3 separate regions of the Mus musculus genome follow, and regions 1 and 3 are each linked to region 2. The links are chromatin contacts, called in public promoter capture Hi-C maps. All regions are on one chromosome and are shown on one strand. Each heading gives the region's core, a stretch centred on a gene start, on an enhancer-like site or on the middle of the called end of the contact. The rest is flanking DNA. Distances are from core to core; before and after follow the strand shown. Region 1 holds the start of Htr3b (5-hydroxytryptamine (serotonin) receptor 3B). Region 2 holds the start of Ttc12 (tetratricopeptide repeat domain 12). Region 3 holds the start of Htr3a (5-hydroxytryptamine (serotonin) receptor 3A).

Region 1 (2,924 bases), core at 300-2,799, 520 kb after region 2:
ACTTCTGCAAGAACGGAGGCTTCTGAATCCCTCCCCTACCAACCCAGCTGTGCTACCTCTTGTTCAGATTCTTCCACGAGCCAAAACAGACGCTTAGAACTGTCAGGAGCAGACAGCAAGGGGCCAGATTAATTCTCAGTGAGCAAGGCTCTCGAAGCCCAGGGTACCACTGTCTATGGGCGTTCCTCAAAATCAAAACCAACAGAAACACTCCCCATAGATTTGACCTCCAGCAGATTAAATTGTAACTTCGTTTTCTTCTGAAATGTTTTCTGCACAATCCAACAAAGTCAGAAGGCTAGCTCTCCTCTCCTACCTCTACCCACACAACTCTTTCACAGACAATTAGCTTGACTAGCTAGTGTGGAGTTACTACATCGAAGACTATTGTCTGTTTGTTAATGGGGTAGGGGTGTTAGTTTGCTTTATTTCATTTCTTCTTTGTTGAGTGAGACATGATCTCCTGTAGTTCAGTCTGGCCAGGAACTTGGTAGATAACCAAGGCTGGACTTGAACGCCTGGTCCCGTCTCCTCCTTCCAAGTGCTGGGGTTATAATTGTGAGCAGTTATGCTGGGCCTGAGAAGGACATTAATTAATTAATTAATTAATTAATTAATTTATTTGAGCATGTTGAAGTGGTGTCTGCACAGGTACACAGACAGCAGAGGGACTCCTGCTGTACAGCCAGAGAGGAGGAGGTGACGTAACAAAAAGTGAACATTATTCAATTCATCAAACAGCAACGAATCCTTTGTCAGGGAGCCAACAAGATGGCTCACTGGGAAGGGGTGCTTCAACCAAGCCTGACAATCCAAGTTTGATTTGGTTCCCACAAATTGGGACACCATTTGAATCCCCAGGACCCACATGGTAGAAGGAGAGAACCAGTTCCCAAAAGTTGTCCTCTGAGCTCTCCATGTACCCCACAGCATTTGTCTACCCCCACATACAAAGTCAAGACATAAAAATATCTTTAAGGGGACATTTAAAAAAAATCTTTCATCGAATGATGTTAAACATTAATAGTTCTTGTCTTCAAGAAGCCTAAAAGCATCTTGTCTGGGCTACTTTGTGTACTGTGCTCAGTGAAAATTTAAAAAGCATTCCTATTTATCAAAAATCAATGTTTCTCTTCATTAAAGGGGCCTAGCAGAAACAAAAGCACTCTTTCTGCTGTATTGTTTGTAGTTGATGTTCATTAGACAATACCAGGCTCCCATTAACTCAAGAGCCCAGTGACTGTTCCCAGAGACTGAAGATGTTCCTCCCTACATCTGATTTAAGGCAGCTATCTGGATCTCAATTATTAATGAAATTAGGGTCCTGAATGCCAGCAAGAACATTGCCTTAGGTAAAGGCTGTAAAGGAAATCATATTAGCTTGGAATTTCCTCTCCTCGGGGGCCCCCTCTTAAATTGCATTATTCACTTAGCTGGCTCCTGTAAGGGAGATGGAGTCTTGGCCATCATCCTAGGGCAGATCCAAGTGGAGAAGCTTGTGGGGTTCATGAAGGCATTAATTTCCAAACCTGTATGTGGTGTTCATGTGTCTTGTCCAGTCGGATGTTTACAAAATAGCAGCACCAAGGTTACCACACATGAGCAAACAGGAGAAGAGGGTGGAGGGGTGCTGAGAGGTGCAAGGTCAAGCAGTGTCCCCCGGCTCGCCAGCCTGCCTGCCCACCAGCCTGCCTGCCCACCAGCCGGCAGCCATCGCTCTTCTCTGGTACCTGCCCCAGAATAGGCAAGTGCGATGATTCTTCTGTGGTCCTGCCTCCTGGTGGCTGTAGTAGGTAAGTCCTGTGACTGATTCTGTCTTGACTCTCAGAGTGTGGTGTCCACACTGTGCTGGGAACACCTCAGATCTCTTCCTTTGGGTTCATGATCTGTTAAATGCTAGTCCTATGGAGCTTTGCAGAGACCAGCGATGTGTCTCTGACACTCCCATTGCCACCTCCGTTTACACAGATGAAAAGTCACTCCAAAACTTACCTTTGACGGGAAATTTTTCTCTTCTGAAGAAATCCAGCTCACTCCAGTGATTTACATTAAACTCGGGGCAATCTCTTTCAGATATGTATAGATAATGTGTTCTTAGGATCCCAGATAGCTTTGGCTTCTTTATAAAACTTTAGCAGAGCAGAGAAAGAGTCCCATGGATTTGTCTCAGCTGGGTATCATTTTGATATCACAGTGTTTGACTCCAGCTTTGCAGAAACTGCAGAAGTGGCCAGTATATTGCTAAAGCTTGTAAGTTTTAAGTACGTGATTTCTATTAAAATACTTTAGATATTATGTGTGTTTTAATGTATGGAACGATACATCCATGGTGGTATTAACTCTACTGACTTGGACTGTTTTAGTTAGGATGCAGTTGATTTTTTTTTTAAATGTGGATAAATCAAGGATCTATGGGTTGTCCATACCCACACCTGGGTATGTGTCACTCTTTGTCTTAAAACCCATTCTCTAATCTGGTAATGTATCCTTTCATTCATCCCAACTGTACTTAAAGAGACAGAGAAAACGGTTTCTGTTGGTGGTTCCTAGCACGCTAGTTTTGTGTATCTTACCCTTATACCCTACCTCTTTGAGGGCTCTCCTAGAGCTTGGGTCTGAATTCTCAAAGTTTAAAATGAACCCAAAAGTAAGATGAATCAGTTAAAAAGACAAAGGAATTTGTTAGCTAGAAAGCTGGACATTTACAAACAAAGAAAGAAAACACTGGAGATGATCCCTCCCCCCACCCCCATTTGGTAGAGAAGAAAAATAGCCACAAAATTCCTGGACATTTAACTTCAAGGATAAAAGCTTGTCTTAATTATAAGAGTAAAAGAGAGGAAGTTTCATTAATGCCAAATGGATTCCTTTGCAGAAAATAACCATCAACATGAAGCTAAGATAAAATAGAAAAATGAAGTCAA
Region 2 (2,998 bases), core at 212-2,711:
AGGTAGACTGGGTTCTGTGAATGCTCACACAGGCCTCCATTGGCTAACTGCTGGGTGGGTGGGGGGGCATAGTCAATGAGTCACACTCGGGTTATTGAAGGTTCTTGTTCACAGTTGCTTATCTGTATACCACACTGGCCATATCAAGTTACCAGGGCACAAAAGTAAAATCTACATAGGCCTGGACAAAAGAGCATGAGACTCTTTGCTGCCAGGTGACTGACTTTCTGGGGTCACTTAGGACTTCTGACCAATCCGAGGTAAGTTTGGTGGCACACACCTGCCATCCCAGCACCCGAGACAATAGGATCACCTTGAGCTCGAGGACACCCTGGGCCACAAAGTGAATTTTGGGCTATGCAGGGCCACAGAAAGGTATAGCATCCAAAACACACACACACATACACACACACACACACACACACACACACACACACACACACAGACCAGCTAAAGAAGCAAAGTGAAACAAAACAAAACCCTAGTAATCTATCAAGTGTAAGATTTGTCCCCGCAAAGTGGCTTGTGACTGTACCACTGTAATCTTACTCTTCAGGACAGATGGCCCTTGGAAGCCTGATGCAAACTGTCAACTCTCTTATCCTTTCTCCATCCGGAATAGCATACTTGACAGTTTCTGTAGGCACATTTGCTCATCTAAGTCCACGTGCTAGAAACAAAAAGACAAAACAAAGGCAAACCTCTGGTCCTAAGGAATGGGAACTAGTCCTATAACACATGGGCTTATGGGACTGGGGAGGGCAGAGCTGCACTCCATAGCAACAGGAATGGAAGCCGTCAGACAGAAAGAGCTTCTGAAGACGCACCAGCCAGCCAGTCTGTGGCTACTGAGCATCACTATCCAAGGCAGTCCTGGGTGCAAGTGAGTCTGTCCCTTCTTCGGCCAGTAGTTCTGGAACTCCCATCGCCTCTTCTTACCTGGGTTCTTGCCTGGCCACTGGCTAGCCTCAGGCACTTTTTTGTAGATTCTGGTTTTGACTGATCTACATTACCCACATTTTAGAGCTCAGGACTCACCACTCTTCCATTCCCTGTGATGTGCTCTCTCTACCCTAAATCCTACTGTTGTTTGTATATCACTCACTTCTGTAGCTAGATAGGATCCAGCCCCCTTAACCATAGCTTTGTCGGAAAAGTGTCGTTTTTCCATTTCATTTACGAGAAAAATTGAGAATCAAAGAGACGGTACTGCCTTGGAGGCCATACATTGGTCATTAAAAACAAACCTGGACTCACACCGAAGTACGCTGGATGGAGCCTTTACATTATGGGACTAAAGATATGAAACCAACTGGGAGAACCCTCGCGGCTCCAGAGTGGAAGGGCTTTCACTGACGTTGCTTTAGCGACCAGCCGGCACCAACTTGCTTCTGGGTGGGACATCCCAGCTTCAAACGGGGCAGCGCGTTCTTTGGGTCACGAGAGGCCCCGCCCTCTCCAAGGCCCCGCCTCTCCCCAGCGAAAGCCAGTCACAGCCTGTCCTCAGCTTCCACTTCCCGTCCGATCCTGGGCACTAAAGGTCAGTCTAGCCGGGTGGCCGTGGGGAATCTATCTTGGAACTGTTCCTGGCCTGGGCTTAGAGTTGACAGAGGCCACTGACTCGGGCCCTGAGTTTGATCCAGTACCAGCTGCAGGCTGAGACCAACCCTGGAAGCACAGGGCCAGGACGCTGGGGAGCGGTTGCCTGGCAACAGTACAGCTGTCCCCGCCCTCCCTCCATGGAGTTGTGTAGTACCGAAGGGTGGGGCTCGGGTGTGGGTCCTCCACCCCACCGCCGCTCTGCTCCTTTCCAGGGAGCCTTGGCTCTGCGTTCCTGCTGACCCTTCTGGCTTGGGTGTACTGTTCCAGAAAGACTGGCTTTCTCCGTCCATGAAGCGCCTGGTTCAGGCCAGCCTGTAGCTCTGCACGAGTTAATTCCCTCCTCCACCCCCCACCTCACCCCCACCCCCACCCCCGATGTGAATCTCATTCCTAGGGAGTGTTAGCTGTTTGAGCCATATGCCAAGGCTGTTTTCTAGATAAAAGAAGCCTGACTAATCACGCATCCACGTTCAGGGTGCTACAGTCAGACCCGTGGTGTCCTCTGGGTTCGCATTATGATTTCCATAACGTAGACGGAGAAACTGGGACTCACGGGCTAATTGTGCATGTCAAAGTTTTAGTTCGCAGTTGTCTGACTGCACTACCAAGCCGCCTGTCTGCAAGCTGGAACCACAGTATAGTGTATTTAAAATATGCATACCTAGGGGGCGCTCCCAAACGAGCTGCGGCTCGCTGTGGGCCAAGGCTGGGGAAGTTTATCCTTCTGGTGATCTTTAGGTTGTGTGGATACGCCTTTGGGTACCTCCGAGGTTATCATGTAGTCTTCACATTCAAAATCAAGTGTAATAAAGCTAATGTACTTGGTAGAGTACTGAAAAGCAGACGCTGGTGCACTGTGGCACCTCCTCTTCATCCTCAGAAACAGGGCGGAGGCAACGGTTTTAATGGAGTGTGGACATGTTCATGAAGGTAGTCTTCTCCCTACTTATCCTGTGCTTTGCCTGGCCCAAGCTTCCGACTAGGCACACCTGTCATGGCCAAAGTTGGAAGACCACACTCGTCCCCCAGCCCTGGCAATAAGTCGGCTCCTCTCCCAGCTTCCTTTGCCATCAGGTCCCTAAATCACAGTGGTTGGTGGTTAGCTTTGGAGGAATTATTGTAGAGCATTTCCCCCCAGCAGAGGCAGGGCTGGCAGCTCTCCGGAAGTGTGGCCACAAATAATAACTGTCCCTTGGCCTTAAACAGCAGTCAGAGGGAAATGGCTCACCCTGCTGTTATTCACGACATTTACAAACACTTAGTCTTAGACAGATAATAAGCCCGATGGTTCTGTTTAGTGTTTTATATTATTAATTTCATAATTTATACTGCCTCCCTTAGAGATTTGTGTCTGCGATGGCTGATGATCAAGAGAGAGACTTGCAGAGATTTCTGG
Region 3 (3,114 bases), core at 20-2,519, 580 kb after region 2:
TCTCTCACCTTAACCTTCCAGTTGCCAAGATTACAGATGCCAATCACATTGCCTGGTCCTTTTGCTTACTGAACTTTTAATTATTTTTGTGTTTGTTTGTTTGTTTGTTTGTTTCCTGAGGCAGAGTTCTCCTATAGCCCATAGTGCTCTGGAACCAGATGTATAGCTCAGAGTGGCCTGGGACTTCTGATCCTCCTGTCTCTTCCTCCTTAGAATTACAGGTGAACGTCACCATACCTGGTCTAAAGCACTTTTTCCCCCTGTATTGCTAGAGGTTGAACTCAGGGCTTGGTGCAAGCTAGGCAAGCACTGTACCACTCAACCATGTTCCCAGACTTACAATAAGAATGTGATCACAAAAGACCACACATTTAATGATATTTGCTAAAGCTCGGAAAATCAAGTAAAGATATGTAAAATGTATTTATTTTATTTTATTTTATTATTTTCTGCATATGACTGTTCCACCTGCACGTATGTCTGCGTACTACATGCATGCCTGGTGCCTGGGGAGGTGGGGAGCCTCCATGTGGGTGCTAGGAATTGAACCCCGGTCCTTTGCAAGAACAATACATGCTTCTAGCCACTGGGCCAACTCTCCAGCCCCTTTAACATGTATTTTGTTTTCCCAGATTCTTGGTGGCACCTGCCTTAAGTAATTCAAGTACTTGAGAGGTGAAGTCAGGAGGAGCAGAAGTTCAAAACTATTCTCTGTTTCTTAGTGGGTTCAAGGACAGCCCGGGCTGCATGAGACTGGCTTAAAAAAGAAAGCAAAACAAAGCAAAACAAAAAAGAAACTTAAATTGAATGAGGATGAAGAAGCAGACCTTTAGTGTGACCCCTGTTAACTTCTCTGTCTGCAGAACACATCCAGTCACCTGCTTCACTAGGGACATCACATTACCTTGGGAAGCCAAAGTATACTTCTTGTTGCCCCTGTTTAAGCCAACCCCAGCCCATACTATACTTGTGGAGGGACAGTGCTGACACTGACAGCCCAGTGTACAGCCCACAGCTGTCAGGCTGCATCTTTGCTTCACAGATCCTGTAGGCCCTTCCCTTCCCCAAAACATTTTTTTTTTGGGGCAAGATGTGACCAAGCCACCTATTTGGATGGGTGGGCTGGCCTCCCTCTCCTGACATCTGCCAGTAGACTCCCCTCCCCTTCCTCCCGCCCTGAAACCTGATCCAGCTGAAAAGCTGCTTGCTAGAAAACTTGGCGGCTCCCCAACTCTGGTGGCCGGGAAGTGCCAGGCTGCAGCCTCACAAGGTGCAGGCGTGCAGTTGGAAAAGCAGTCTGCCTGGGACATGAGGTTGGCAGCGGGTGGCGTGCAGGCTGGCAGTCTGGGGGACTCATCCTGAGTGGCTGCTCTGAGGCCCTCCCACATCTGGGAAGCTTGCCATGCGGCTCTGCATCCCGCAGGTGCTGTTGGCCTTGTTCCTTTCCATGCTGACAGCCCCGGGAGAAGGTAAGGAGTTTGGTGGGGAGGGGAATAGCAAGCTGGAATGGGGAAAGGCCTTAAGTCTCAAAGGGCTGAGGGCTGGAGAGGCCGGAGCCGCAGGAGGGCTATAGGAAGGTCAGTTAACTCACTGCTGATGAGTCAGAAAGGATTCTGAGGTGTGGGGTCAAATCAGGTGTTTTGAGAAGTTGAGCCTAAAGGTGAGCCTGCTGCTGGGAAGGGAGTAGAGTCTCTGAGGAAATACATAGCTAGGTGCTGGAAGACGGCTTCCTTTCTCTTCACCTTGCCTTTTAGTTTATCAAGTGAGAGCAGCTACGGGACCTGTGAGCTCGTTCAGTCCACTTTTTCTTCTTACAACCACAGTCCAGAGAGGGAGAGTAATTCACTCAGGGTCGCACAGCTTGTCAGCAGCAGAGTGGGGGGGGGGACGGACCAGGATCACTTTAGTAACTTTTTCTTGCTTTTGATGGTTTTGTTACCTGGATCCTATGGGCTCTCTCTCTTCCCAGGCTCCTCTAAGGCTCACCTCTGGTGATGTTAAACTTCCCTGTCCTTTCTACTCAATCTTCTCATGGCCTCAGAAACAGGGTGTTCGGCCACACAGGATCTGGTTCGTTCTATTGCAGACTACGTTCAGCCTCACAGGAAGGGTCCTTCTACACAACTGGATTGCAGCATCTTGGGGGACAATGAGAGGGGTGCCACCAAGGGGAGGGACTGATGGGAAGGCTAGGAATAGGATGCTCTTTTCTGGAAGCTGTCGTTGGGAGAAGCAGGATAGGTGGATGAGAGGCAAGTTGCATGTGGTAAGCGCTTGGGGTTTTCTTGCCTGGCTTGCTCTGTCCTCCTAGCCATGACCTCCCCTATTTTGAGGTTTGGCTGCATAAGTCAGGCACTTCCCAAACCTCCAAGAGTCCCCCAAAGACCATCGAACTCCCCTACAAGCCCCTTAGTTAAGTAGTGAGGAATCTGGTTTGAGTCTCAGGTTCTTGGCTAGCAAGCAGTGTATGCTATTTATCCTCCTGGGCCTTGGGGATTCTTGTCTGTCCAATGGTCCTGTCATGCTAGCTACTCTGGCAGAGATTCAAGCGGAAGACTTGTGCAGCTATTATTCCATTATTCCAAAGAAGACTCTCAAAAAAAGTCTCTCAAGGATTGGGATATAGCTCTGTCGGTTGAAGCCTGCCTAGCACGCATGCACAAAAGCCCTGGCCGCAATCCCCAGTACTGCATAAACCAAGAGTGGAGGTATAATGTAAGCCTGTAATCCCAGCATTTGGAAGGTGGAGGCAGGGGGATCAGAAGTTCAAGGTCTTCCTTGGTCACCTAGCAAGTTCTAGGCTGTGTAAAGAGCAAAACAAAAGAAAACAAACTTAAAAATAGTCTCTTGCTCACCTCTGTCCTTCCAGGCAGAAGGGAAGCTTATGGGGCAGGTAGATGACACACCAGAGAAAAGCCTGCAGTAATGCCTTGGCATCTGGTGACATACATGAGGGCCAGGTAGGAGGACACAGTATTGTTTAATAGTCACCAGCTTTGTTGGCTCCCGGTTTGCAAGGGACCAGTCTATCCTGCAGTCTCACTTTCTTGCCACGTGGGCTCTGGCCCTCTGGGCTGTGCCCTCCCCATCCACTGTGCGATGGCTTTTGTTTTG

Evidence for each region. Promoter capture Hi-C pulls out the DNA fragments that hold promoters and counts their contacts.
Region 1: a promoter capture Hi-C map of embryonic stem cells shows a contact between it and region 2, with 2.7 times the contacts expected there. The contact joins the promoter of Htr3b here to the promoter of Ttc12 in region 2. A contact is called at or near these places in 13 of 39 promoter capture datasets (the 3T3-L1 cell line, the C10 cell line, the HPC-7 cell line and 7 more), 2 of 15 datasets of contacts at CTCF or cohesin (pro-B cells and stem cell-derived epiblast-like cells), 22 of 484 Hi-C or Micro-C datasets (the Ba/F3 cell line, the G1E-ER4 cell line, the HPC-5 cell line and 10 more), 9 of 115 datasets of contacts at active chromatin or transcription factors (acute myeloid leukemia, astrocytes, bone marrow-derived dendritic cells and 3 more) and 3 of 9 other capture datasets (adipose tissue, embryonic stem cells and liver).
Region 3: a contact with region 2 is called in a promoter capture Hi-C map of embryonic stem cells, with 7 times the contacts expected there. The contact joins the promoter of Htr3a here to the promoter of Ttc12 in region 2. A contact is called at or near these places in 18 of 39 promoter capture datasets (the 3T3-L1 cell line, 3T3-L1-derived adipocytes, the C10 cell line and 10 more), 1 of 15 datasets of contacts at CTCF or cohesin (pro-B cells), 11 of 484 Hi-C or Micro-C datasets (the G1E-ER4 cell line, cerebral cortex, cortical neurons and 4 more), 5 of 115 datasets of contacts at active chromatin or transcription factors (astrocytes, embryonic basal ganglia and embryonic stem cells) and 1 of 9 other capture datasets (embryonic stem cells).

What each region holds. Positions count from the first base shown.
Region 1 is chr9:48,963,615-48,966,538 of GRCm38.p6, reverse strand. Htr3b (5-hydroxytryptamine (serotonin) receptor 3B) reads left to right here and starts at 1,549. Exons shown (of 9, transcript NM_020274.4): 1 at 1,549-1,793. The coding sequence starts at 1,754.
Region 2 is chr9:49,484,688-49,487,685 of GRCm38.p6, reverse strand. It overlaps Ttc12 (tetratricopeptide repeat domain 12), which reads left to right and starts at 1,461. Exons shown (of 22, transcript NM_172770.3): 1 at 1,461-1,540; 2 at 2,944-2,998. The coding sequence starts at 2,959.
Region 3 is chr9:48,909,254-48,912,367 of GRCm38.p6, reverse strand. Htr3a (5-hydroxytryptamine (serotonin) receptor 3A) reads left to right here and starts at 1,269. Exons shown (of 9, transcript NM_001099644.1): 1 at 1,269-1,469. The coding sequence starts at 1,403.